2 separate regions of the Pan troglodytes genome follow, and region 1 is linked to region 2. A link is a contact called in public Hi-C data. All regions are on one chromosome and are shown on one strand. The core of a region is the stretch at or near the end of the contact, and the rest is flanking DNA. Distances in the headings are between cores, read along the strand shown.

Region 1 (6,389 bases), core at 2,403-4,902, 120 kb before region 2:
GTCTTTCCCATTATGCTTCTATTTTCCAAATTCGCTATTTTTAATCTCATTTTCCTAGTTAATCATACAGAAAATTCCCAATTACCTTTTCAAATGAATAGAAGTCACAGTATCAGTAATTCCGAAACCATTTCTGTTTGACTTAAAATGCATTTGATTTTGTGGACAATGGACTAAAATCCCTTTTTCATTCAGGGTAAATGTGAATTAAGTTTATAACCCTTTAACATTCACTAACTGATCATTCAAGGAATGAGCCTTGTGATTGTGACTGTGGTAGCAGTACAGTAACAGATAGCAACTTGGTTTGGCTACAAATATATATCAAAAGTACTAGTATTCAAATAGTTAAAAGCTTGCTGCAGCTGCATACATTTCGTTTAGATATATATACTTTCAAAGTCTATTCTCATTATCCTTGCCGGTGGAGGGGAACAAGGTCTTGAACAAAAGAGTACTGTTTCAAAATAATTCTCATTTCCTTTCAAGTGTGCAGATATTCACAATATACTGGCTGTAAATTCAATCTAAATGAAGAAGTGCTGTTAAGTTACTGCTGAGGCCTGGGAAAGTGACCAATGTCCAATACTAACCTTCTTTGAAACCATCCCAGGAGAGTTTGTATTAAAGTCATCGTTGACAAAATTCAGACTGTATCCAAACAGTACACTCACAAAGCAAAATAACTTCTAAAAGCATATAACTACTATTAATGGACTTTAAAATGCTAATCATTTCATTGGAAGTGATTTTCCTGAGAATAAGATATATTTTTCTGTTATCTTTATTTTTTAACATTTTTGTCCTTTTTCCCAACAAGATGCTGTCAACTTGTGACATTTGTTTATTATCCTTAGCAGATTTTCCATGTGCAATTCAGAGATGCTAACTTGCCCAAACACACAGCTTAAAGTTAGACCTCAATCAGAGGCAGTTGGTTTCAGAAGCCAGGCTCTGAACCACATTAATATATCTGAAAAAAAACTTGATTTCTCATGCAACTTCTATGATTACAACAACAACAACAATTCTGAGTAATGAGCTAGGTCCTATTACCAAGTAACACATCCTTTCCTTGCCTATCTCCCAGCCCAGGGATATTCCAGCTATGGAGTTTGGTGATCTGATTGTTTTCCATGTTCCTAACCGTCAAATCCTGATGTGATATTGGATTCAGACTAGAAATTATGAAGCAGGTACACAAAGCACCTTTATATATACCTCAATAACTTTTCCCCCAGAAACAAAGATATTTCTTGGCTGTTTCACTGAAACCTGAGGTTCTGTAGTTAGCTCATAGGGAAAAGTCAGTCACTATTAGAGTAGGTTGTTATCATCACCTTCTGTTCTTTTAACAATTGTCAAGTACTTTTCACATTTATCAATGTGTTCTTATCACATTCATTAACTGCTTCATACCAATATTTTTAAAATATTACTTGCTTATCCATGTATTTGAAGCTAAAACAATGATCACAATCAGATCTCTAGACAATGGTTGTAATGAATTTGTTCAAGAAAAGCATTCAAATTTGATGGAAAACTGAGCCTTTATAATTCATTCTAATTCTTCAACACAAAAATGAACTTTGGTAAATCAATAGGATCAACTGAGGCATTTATGCTTGAATGTGCTCCCCTAGGCTTAATGTATTTTTCCTCACTGCATTATATTTTAATGATTAATTTCATGCTCTTTCATGGTATTCTAGCTCATGAATCACGGGTATTACTTTGAGGGAAAAGTAAGATGCTGTGAGTGATGAAAGATGTTACTGATTAAAGTGTTGCACATATGAACTACATAAGAGCTGAAGGTGTTTGAACACCAGCAATCTAGATTAAAAGTAATATTAGGCAAACTGGCCATATAGACTAAGGTTGAATTGAGTGGAGGGAGTGGGAAGGATGGACTTCTTAAACGTTCTTAGTTGAAACAATATATGAAATCAAGCTTGGCATTCAATGTTTCACTGGCATCTTTCTCCTCAGTAGAATGTAAGAACTGATTTCAAAGACAACTGCAGAGAAAGAAATCAGTTAAGCAGATAACACACCATTCTGAAATTAAAGAGCCAAAAGCCACCCATCCTAAGACAACTCCGATATCTTAAATCAATACTGCCTTAATACTGTCAGAAGCTTGTTTTTCGACTTAGTAACTAAAATTTTTTTAAAAGTTAAGTCAAAGTCACAAGGACCAAAAAGGAATAGACTACCCTAAATGAAATATAGAAAAAGACAAGTATCTATTATCCTGCACACAGATGAACAAATATTTGTTAAATATATCATATTGCTCAATATCAAAAAGTCAACTCTCCATAACAGAAACCAAAAGTAAACTAACCAAAGATGTCCACATAATACACTTTGGCTCTTGTTACTAAAATGATTTTTCAAACCAAGTTATGGAGCCTGGAGAAAACAGGACTACTTCCTCCCAGAATATAAAGTTTCTTCAATTACGGAGGCAAAATGTGGCAAAAGCAGCTATTTTGCAAACAGGTGGTTTGCAAAACTTTTACTTAGGCCGCCAAAAGGACTGACGAAAGGAAAATTTTGTTATTTCTAAAGAAAACACACACACACACATAATTTTCTACCAGAGTAGAAGACTCAAATAAAGAAAAGCCCCAAACAAAACAGAAAACTAAAAATCAGTTTGTCTTAGCTCAAAAGTGCTGACCTAGGTTTAGTATGTGTAAAATCACTGTTTATAATTAAATCCTTTTCATCGCATATATTAAGATACTAGAGAGAAAGGAAATGCCATGTCGTTTCAGGTAGGACCTTATTTACATAAAAGAAGATTTTTTTAACAGAAACGGAGTGCAAGAGGGAATCAAAAACCGTTGAGAGGAGAGAAAAATACAGTTAGTTTTTCTGAGGGCACTGCATTTTTCATGTTCTGAATACTTCGTTCCATTCTCTCCATGTTAAATTATTTCATAAACAATACTATGACTAGAGGCGACTGCTACAGCTGACACACAGATGTTTTATTTCTATGCTTCACCTTTGCAAATAGCAGGATTCAGCTATTGGAGATAGGGGCAGTGGAGGTGTCCAGAAACGACATACAGGAGGTGAAGGGGTAGAACGTGTGGGAAATGGGCACTCCTACCCCCTAGAGTCCACCTCTCTGGAACTCCAGTGCTTCTTCAGTCACTGACATTCAGAGGAGGACAAGACAGGCTTCCTCAAATCTCTTCCGAAGTAAACAGGTCCCGATGCAAAGGGCAACCCCTCCAGTAGCGGAAAGTCCTCCCCTGAGCTCCCCGCCTGCCCACGCGGGCCTGTGGCTCCGCGCTCCTCCGCTCCCCCGCAGAGCTCCCACGGGGGAAACTTTCCCGCGTCTCTCACTCTCCGGGGTGCGGGGGCCGCGGGGGCCTCCCCGGCACCTACCCGCAGAGCACTCCCCACCACCCCGCCACCACCGACGAGCCGGCGCGAAGTCCGTACCTCGATGTCCGCCGAGTCCTTACTGAGCACAGGGGCCATGGCAGTGCCTACAGTCTCGAGTCTGCCAGTGACAAACCCTCCTTGCGTCCTCAAGCTCCTGCCAGAGAGCCAAGTGACAGCAGCCGGAGCGCGAGTGGAAAACAGGCAGACTAGGGCCGGCGACGCGGGGGCGGAGCGGGCGCGGGGCGGCAACGCCCCCGGGGCGGGGCTGCGCTCTCGGTCCTGCGGCTCCCGCGCCAGGCACGGCAGCCGCAGCCCGGCCTTCCCCGTTCAGCCCGCTCCGCGCCCCAGCCTGCAAGCAGAAGGGAGGGAGGGAGTAGAGCACCCGCTCTGGGGACTGGCCTTTACTCTCTAAACTGCTAAAAACTGAGCTAGGCAGGCGGGGCCAGATAGGAGGGATCCCCGGGCAAAGGTAAAAGCAGTCCGCGCTCCAAGCAACAACTTGCACTTTTTCTTTTCTTCCACAGAAACCCCGCGAGATGTAGATACATTGTTTGAGGGGCAACTGCATTTTCAGGAACTCCTCAAGGATGAAATAGTAGATGTTCCTCCATCCATCCACCAAGTAGGTGGGCGGGGTTTGAGCTGCAGTGGAGGATACCAAAGCACCGGTCTTCTGAGAGTTCACAGCCCCTGCGGGGAGGGGAGGGAGGCGAGCAAAAACATCCACAGCCCGCAGCAGCATACAGGAAGTGCTGCAGGTGGTACATAATCAAGGTTGTCTTTTTGCAGGAAAGTCTCATTTTAATGGTTATTTTTTAAAATATTTTTTATTCTAAAACGTGAAACTCTTTTGAAAAGTTGCTCTTCGTTTTTGCTCTAGAGCTTGCTGAGGAGAAGGGAGAGATTTCCTGTAGAGTTGGTCCCAATCCAGAAAACATTCACCTCGTTTTTTGAGGATATGTGTACTCCAGACCTCTCTCCTTTTCTCCCCGCCTCCCCCCCACCCCTGTTAGATGCATCCCACCTCTCTTCTACCATAACACTTTCTACTTCCGTTAGGACATTTGCGGCACTCCTTCATGCACTTGGCTAGGTAGTGACACCTTGGAGTCAAGTATTTCTCCCTTATTATTTTTTCATTAGTCCATTCATCGTTTTATTCAACGAATATGTTTATTGAGCATTTTCAATATGCCAGACACAGACACTGTGCTAGGTTCTCCGGATATAGTCTTCAAGAATACACATCACTGTCATGGAGATTATACTCAAAATAAGCAAGTAAGAAAATGTGATGCCTGCTTGTAAGATAAAAGAAAAATAGGACAGAATAACTAGGGTATGGGTACCTTGTGTGGTTGAGAAGGCTTCTCTGAACAAACCATCAGATTACCTTCCAGAACCTGGAAATTACTAAAAGACAGATACATTTTTCTTGAATCAAATATTAACAGACACTAGAAAGTTAAATGGAAACCTTAAAATCATCTTTGACTCCTTTATCCTTATTGCCTCATTTAATCTATGCCCAAACTCTCAGAAGTCAACCTCCTAAATAGATTTTGAATCATTCATTTCTCCATTTTGCTGCATCCACCATGGTCCAAGCTACTGGTATTCTAGCTTCTATTCTTACCTCATATCCATACCAGATTGAGCTTTAGAAAGTATTAACTGGCTCATGCCATACAAAGATACATCCACACACCCAGATACCCATGGTATAAATCCTTCAATGGTCCATTGCAGTCAGAATATAATACAAACTCCCTAGTAACCGCTGAATAACCTGCTCTACTCCGCTTCTCCGCCTCTCTTGCCCTGACTCATTATGTTCCAACCACAAGGTAATCTTCTCATCCTCCATCCACTTCTCTACCTTTGCACATTGCCCTCCACTTGGAGCTCTTCTTCCCCTTCTACTCATCATTTAGGTCTCACTGAAGCCTTTATGATCTAACCCCATCACCAACAAAATTACACCCACTCTGTCTTTTTCATTATATTTCGTCTTCATAGACTTTTCAAATGTTGTTTAAATATTTATTTGAATGTGACTCATTTAATATATGTCTTCTATTTAGAGAGGAAGCTCCAGGAAGAGGGGGCCCATGTGTACTTTTGTTGCTTACTGGATACTCAGTTCCTAGCTCAGGACTGAAGCATAAGAGACCAAGAACACTTGGTGATTGAATGAACAGAGTACATTCGTTTATACACTGGGCAGTTCATTTTAGAAACTTTAGTTTCTCTGCATCACATATTCTCATTGTCCTACTTACTGCTGAGCAATAGGTCACAATATCTATCAATGAATTTGTAGTTAAAATGGGTCAAAATAACTACTTATCTTTTCATGGAGTAATGTTCCAAAGTCAGATGTTCCTGCATCTCCCTACAACCACACCTTACCCACTTACTCTAGATCCTCTTGGAGATATAGAGAGATAGATAAATCTATCTATATCTATTTTTCTATCAGTCTATATATATAAACACACATATAAACACCCAAATACATACATACATATACACACATATGTATATATTGAGAAAAGATATACACACATAAACATATATAAATTTACAAATATATATAATTATAATACATATGATTTCTTCCCCAATTTAATCAGTCAGGTTCAATGTTCAATTTCCTAACTTACAGGGATACAGGCTTATTGCTCTTTCAGGTTACACTTTAACATACATCTTATCAGTTAGCAATTGATAGTTAATTTATGTGTACAAGAATCCAAGTTATCTGTAAGAGTTATACAGTGTATTTTCATATTCGTTTTCTGTTATAATTCTCCTAAACAACTATAGAGGATAAGTCCAAAATATGCTGGTTTTCCAAAGATAAGAGTTTCATCGGTGATAGTCAATAATCAAATATAAAATTTAAATGCTATTTACCATCCCCCCAACTTCATCAAACAGATGTATCCTGTTCTGACATATTAATTAAGGCATCTAAT
Region 2 (6,488 bases), core at 3,646-6,145:
TCTTTGAAATGGAATCCTAAAGAGGTAAAAAGGCCTTAAGCGAATCTAAATCTAGCCCTTCTCATGGATGAGACAAGTGAAGACCAGGCAAGCTGTGTGATAGGTCCATTGTCATAGTTCACAACAGAAACTACTCGAAATCAGATTTTCTAGTCTTATTCCAAAGTTCTTTCTACCACAGGATATACCTCACTCCTTAAGTATCATGTAATTGAGGGACAAAATGAAATTTGAGATTTCTCCGTGTAACAGCCTCAATTCTCTAATTTGCTTTGTCTCAGTAAACACCAAAGCCTATATAAATAACAGTTATGGAAAAAAAATACATGAAACTGGATCCACAAACTAATCATTCTATAACTTTAATTCCTGTGTAGTTATCTGTAAAACAATCCAGGATATTTGGAAGTCTTATCATGATATATTTCTATTACAAAGGAAAAGGTCTTTTTCTTATATCTGCTTCTGACAGAATAGTAGGCATGACCTTCATTCATTCATTCGTTGATTCATTCATTCTTCTTGGAATCCAAAAACTAATGGACTATTTGGCAGATATATAAAAAACTATTTTAAATGAGTAATTTTTAGTTTATCTTGAGACTTCTTTGAAACAGTTATTGAAATTGACTACACTAGCTTAGAGAGACAAAAATAGGCTTCAAACAATTAATACTTACTCATGTATTGAATACAAATTTTAAAAACAAAATTGCAAGAAATATCAGCTTTCCAATTAAAATGTATCATTTTTATAAAAATAATCTTTTCAGAAAAAGTGTTTCCAAAAAGCACATATTTCATTCAAGTTTACAAATAGACACTACTTTCAAATTATGCAATTATGTCACTATTGTAATATAATTTGTCAACTTTTTAAAAAGCATATTATGGTATAAATTTCATTTGAACTGGAAACATAGTATTAATAGATTCCAGCAATATGTCTTTTTTAGTTTGTAATTTAACTGAATGAGATTCAGTATTGGTTTTAAACTAATAAAGGCAATAACCCTTATTTAAAATCTTTGAACTGCATGTTTTATAACTCATAGGTTTTTAACATTTGGTTCTAGTTTGATCTACTATATATATATATATATATATATATTTATTTTCAAATACTATGAGTCTCAAAGGGCTTTTCCACAAATAAAGCAAATGAAGTGTTGTCTTTACCCTTGCATATGTATTACAATATTTTAATTGTGTTGAAGATCAGACTGCCTTGCTTAGCTCACATTATTATTAGCCAGGATGTAGCAGAACCCAGAACTCACAAGATACAGTTGGTAATAAATTTTTAAGCTGGTCAACAATACAAACATACAGATACACTGATTTTATTGTTAGGCTGCACTCAACAAACTCAACTAATTACTGGGTAATAAACACATTTCAAGAAATTTAAAATATTATAATATATCTTTTTAGCTTATGTTTTTGGATGAACTGCAGTGTTTCCTCAACTAAAATGTTTATTTTATACAATCATGCAAAATGTTTTCTAGACTTAAACGCAAGACTTGTAAGTCAAGATTTAAAGTATAAGCACTAAGATAAAAATCTGAAAACATTTAAAAAACAAATTGTACTACAAAGCTATTTGCTTAAAATCTACTTACCATTTGTGTATATAGTTGTACAGCTATCAATAACTAAATTCAATAGCTAAATGATTTAAAAGTCTTTAAATATTCTGATGTCATTATTATATTTTTTCTTCTTACGGAAAATATATCCAAAAGAAATTTACTTTTAAACAGTAAGTCTCCCATGCAGAATACGCTACTTTCCAACACAGTAAGAACATCATTCTGTCATTTCCGTGATACAATGGTAGCTGCACCTGTACATATTGACAAGATGGTGAACAACTGTGATGGCCTTATGCTGTCTTTCCTTCTATGTCCTTAGCACTTCTCCTCTGTCTTACATAAAACACAAAAATGTTTCCCAATATACCCATCATCTCTAATTTTGTTGTCTATTTTTATATTTGAAAATTTCTCATGACTAATGTGGAATATAATAAGACAAAAATTGATAATAGGGTTTTTGGAATATTCCTTCCATCAAAATGCTACTTCATCATTGCTTGCCTTTGCTTGGACTTTCACTGGGACCTCTGTTCTGGTTCTAGATTGGCATTGCTCTGACACCAAGAGCCACATCATTCTAGGGCTCACAATGGCCTCAGGGAAAGTTCATGGGGTTGTCATAATGCTCTATGGATCTTTAACCACGAATACCATCACCACTCCCCACAATTTTATTCAAGCAACAACATCAGAACAGAATTCACAAATACAAAGAATAAAATAAGCAAATTTTCTGAAAAATGCAGTTTCTATCAAGCTACTTACTCGGGACTCAGTAGCAAATGACCAATCAAGATGATGTTTCTTATGCTTATTAATGAATATTATAGTATAAAATTGACCATTTATAGACATTATATAAATTTAAATGGGCGACCTAAAATCTCCCACCTATACATCATAAATTGTGTTCATAAATTCTGAGTATTTAAGCAGGATTTATTAAAGTAAAACTAGTGGACAAAAGGAATTTTCACAATTTGTCTCCCTCCTCCTTTACTGTGCCCTCAGTATTGTCAAATGAACAGCTTAAGCTGAATCCATGTTCCTTTTTTCAGGAAAAATTTCTATCACCTTTGTAAAGCAAAAGAAATATTAGAAAAGGCTGCTTACCCTTCTAGTCTTAGGACATCAATTGAAAAGCCATCCAAAAATTATGACTACTTAACACTACTTGGATCTAGCATGAAAAGCACAAACAAGCATTTTGTACTTCTTTAATCATGGCTATGGACAGTGACAGGGCAAAAGCAGTCATTGACTAGTGGCGACATAATTTAAAATTATTTTTTCTGGGAAGAAAAAAGCTGCCTTTAACAATAAAAATTAACTCCAGTAATTTCAACTTAATACAGCTTTAATTTTTCCCACTTTCTTATCTTAAAAGGTGTGATGATGGAACATTTTCACCCCTAACTTAAGTAAGAACCAGTTCAGACTGACACCTAATGGAAACTATTATAGGAAAATAATTCTGCAAAGGAAAGAAAGCAATGAGATAAGTATTTAAACAACAACAACAAAAATACTTTCAGTTAACTATGAGTAGAGGTTTCCTTTAGATTTCATCACTAGCATTTGCAATTATTCCATTCTAAACATTATTCTTCCTCTATGAAGCAACTGCAATAAATTTGCACAAAACTGAATAGAATAGCTTATTTTTCAAAAGTTCTACCTCATCCCCTCAACAAATGCCAGAGTGTTACATCTTCTGTTTCTCACAAACTCTGTCACCAGGCCTTCAGCTCTCTTTCTTCCTTTCAAATCCTAAACACTTATTATTTAGCCAACCAGCATGAGGCCAACTTTCCAGAGACCACCTAGGAACTAGAGTATGTAGTTTCTACTTTTCTAATTTCCCAAGGAAACAATGCCACCAGTAGACATATTGCATTTTGTTAAATACATAACAAGCATAATATTTAAAAGCCCTAAATCACCAACTGGTAGATCCCTAGAGAAAAAAGGTAATTCATGGAATAATGAAGGAAAGAACAGGAGTTACATATTCTCTTGCTGGTGATAGAATGTCGAATGCAAAGACAGCATCTGTGTTTTCTTTCCTACTTCAACTCATTCTTAAAATGGACTCGCCCCCGGGAGCTTCTGAGAAGGGCTCCACCCGTTCCCTGCAGACGACAATGTTCTTTGAGCGCAAAAGCTGTTGAGTATAGATACCCTGGGAGTAATTGTGGGATCAGACACAATGGGGTGGGATTAGGGGTAGGGAGAGGGTGTGTGTGGAGTACCCTTCACTGGGAATCCTAAATATTAGAAGAAAGGCAAAACCCTAGGTGGGGAAGCATGAGAGTGTGCCTGCTTCCTTCAAGACACCTCGGTGTCAGCCTCTCCAGGGTTCAGACTGCTCTTGTGGGCAAGAGCCCAGTGGGGCACACGCACTTCGTGCCTGAGAAAGGCCCATCCTCCAGGGGGAGAAGGTATCTGAGATGTAGCTCAGCTTAGAGCGGTCCCAGAGCGACAAGAGGGAGAGCTTCACAGGCCTCTAAGTTTATTTGATTTTTCTCATGCAGTTTCCATTTCTCAGGAATTCAGTCTTCCTGCGCAGCCCGTGCACAACCAACGACCACCACGCAGGGAGGAAACCTGGTCTTAGTGTTTGGCCGCGCTAGTGGAATCTTCTGGGCGCCTGGTACGTTCTTGTCCCCAGCACTCTGTCCTTCCACCTTTGAAGCGCCTTGATAGGACGGTCCCAGATGCCTCACAAGAAGGAAAGGCAAGGTGCAAAGCTGGCAAAGCTGTGTGGTCCGACGCTGGCGAGAGCTGAGACCTGGAGCCCCAGCCCACGCCTTCCACTCTGGGTCATCCTTCCCAGCTTCATCTTGGGCATGCCAACTCCTGCCACGTCCGATTGTCCCCAGGAGTGCCCGGGCATGCTTGAGGGGTGTGGTGGCGGTGGCTTCCCCTTCGCTAGGAGGTGACAAATCCGTGTTGTTTTATCTTCCATTAATATTTGAAACAAACAAACAAACAAACAAAAACTCTAAGTAGAAGGAGGGAGAGGCTCTCTCTTGCTCCCATGCCTTCGCAGCTGACCTGAGAGGGGGGACGTGCCTTGCGTTTGTTGGTGTTTGAGACTCGTCCTAAAGGCAGAGGCAGGGAAGACAGCGCTGAAGAGGTGTCCCAAAGAGATTGGACGTCTGAACAGTCACTGCCTGCCCCAACCTCTTTCAGGAAGGTTCCAGGTCTGTGCCACACTGCAACCAATCCGGTTCCCATCCTGTTACTCCACCCCTTCTCGGAGAATCCGAAAAGAAAATATGCGTTCCTGAGAGACCCGCCACACTTCCGATCTGGAAGTTCGGCGGGGACCCAGCCCCCGGGCCCCCGCCCCCTCCCCAGCTCGGCCGCCAAGTCTGGTTGCGGAGCAGCGCGGCCGGCCGGGGGTGGGGCTCCGGCACCGCCCCGGGCCCGGGATTCGCGAAGTCACGCGCTTCCGCAGGCTTGCGGGGGCACCTTCGCCCACGGACACGCCCTTTCTGCGGAGGCAGCCCCCAGCGACCCTCTGCCCAGCTTCGGCGCCTCACTCGCGACGCTCCCAAACTGCTCAAGGCCTTTCAGTCGTTCCCAACTTTAGAAAATCGCCCCGTCCGCGTCTCTCCCTCCAGCCGCACCCCACCGTGGAGAGGAGAGGAGCGGACTGGGAACGCCGAACCGCCCCGCAGGCTCGGGGGAACGGACCCCCTTCCGCTCCCCGCCCATCCCCTTCACCTCGCCCCCCGCCCCCTGCGCGAACCCATTTTCCAGTCCTGGTCACCAGAGGCGCAGCGCACAGCCTTTCCGGTGGAACCAGTGCGAAAACACCCGAGGAAATGAAAAGAACAAGAAAGTGCTACCTTGGCAACCACGGGCGTTTAGTGGCCAGCTGGTGGGCTGGGGAGGGCGGCCGCTGCCCCCCTGCCGCTGGTACTCTCCTCGACTACGCGTATTCTTAAGCAATAACAACGTAATCCGTATTATCCACCCAAGAATACCCGTCACCGAAGAGAGTCAGAGGACCAAGCTGCCGCTGCCGCTGCTACCGCTGCCGCTGCTACTGCCGCCGCCGCCGCCACCAGAACTCTTGCTGCTCGCTGAGCCCGCCCCTGCCTGGGGATGGGCTGAGCTTGACCGGGACCATAAATCCATAACTCGATTTCCCTAAAGAAGGATCCAAAGCTGTGCTCGGCTGCTTCCTGCCCAAATCCAAATGGCCGCTCTATTTCCAATTCTGAAAGACAAATCACAAAATCAAATACTTAACACAGAAGAGTGCTGTCTTTCCAGTGAGGAGGGAAGATGTGGCAAGGCTTTTTGGGCACAAGAGGGAGTGACAAGTAACCTTCAGTTTACCTGGTGCTCTCCCAGTGCTTTCCTCTGCACTTCTCTGCTTGGTACCCAGTCTGGTCTCGGCCAGTCCACTCTAGGTGGTTTGATTGAGTGCCATGGCAGCCAGAGAACCCTGTAAGAGACGTGAATAGTTACCCACACAAATACAAATATATTTGCCTAGACGGCTTTGGGAAGAAGTGAGGCTTAAATAAAGATAGGTCATGCATGGGTGAAATTTTCAGTAGTGTGTTTTGGAAATGCACTTTTCTCAAGCCCAAGATCATGGAAAATAAACACTCATTCAATTTACTACTTGAAATCAAATACTTATAGATGTACAAAAATAGGCATCTTTCCTTTGAAGGCCTTATAGCTATACAACACAATGATTTTTAAAGAAAAAAAAAGCTTGAAGGCACACAGTAATTAAACCCATTTTCCATAGTGTCAAAACTCACTGAGTTGACAAGCTGGTAGACTTTCTATGATTTAAGCATCATTTTATATCACTACAATGTTTAATTTCATAGCACACTTTTAAAATATATACTATAA

What was found. Hi-C and Micro-C count contacts between places; a contact is called where the count stands out from the background.
Region 1: a Hi-C map of stem cell-derived neural progenitor cells shows a contact between it and region 2, with 4 times the contacts expected there. The contact joins the promoter of DPYD here to the promoter of LOC741620 in region 2. A contact is called at or near these places in 1 of 7 Hi-C or Micro-C datasets (stem cell-derived neural progenitor cells) and 1 of 1 datasets of contacts at active chromatin or transcription factors (stem cell-derived excitatory neurons).

Annotation. Positions count from the first base shown.
Region 1 is chr1:133,255,842-133,262,230 of NHGRI_mPanTro3-v2.0_pri, reverse strand. DPYD (dihydropyrimidine dehydrogenase) reads right to left here and starts at 3,652. Exons shown (of 23, transcript XM_513583.8): 1 at 3,466-3,652. The coding sequence starts at 3,504. It overlaps LOC129144102 (a long non-coding RNA gene), which reads right to left. Exons shown (of 3, transcript XR_008548274.2): 3 at 6,037-6,389.
Region 2 is chr1:133,132,700-133,139,187 of NHGRI_mPanTro3-v2.0_pri, reverse strand. It overlaps LOC741620, which reads right to left and starts at 4,895. Exons shown (of 2, transcript XM_054685215.2): 1 at 4,604-4,895; 2 at 2,257-4,601. The coding sequence starts at 4,841. The coding sequence ends at 4,324. It overlaps MIR137 (microRNA mir-137), which reads right to left and starts at 5,622; the gene lies at 5,522-5,622. LOC129144103 (a long non-coding RNA gene) reads right to left here. Exons shown (of 5, transcript XR_008548277.2): 2 at 5,955-6,063; 3 at 5,459-5,832.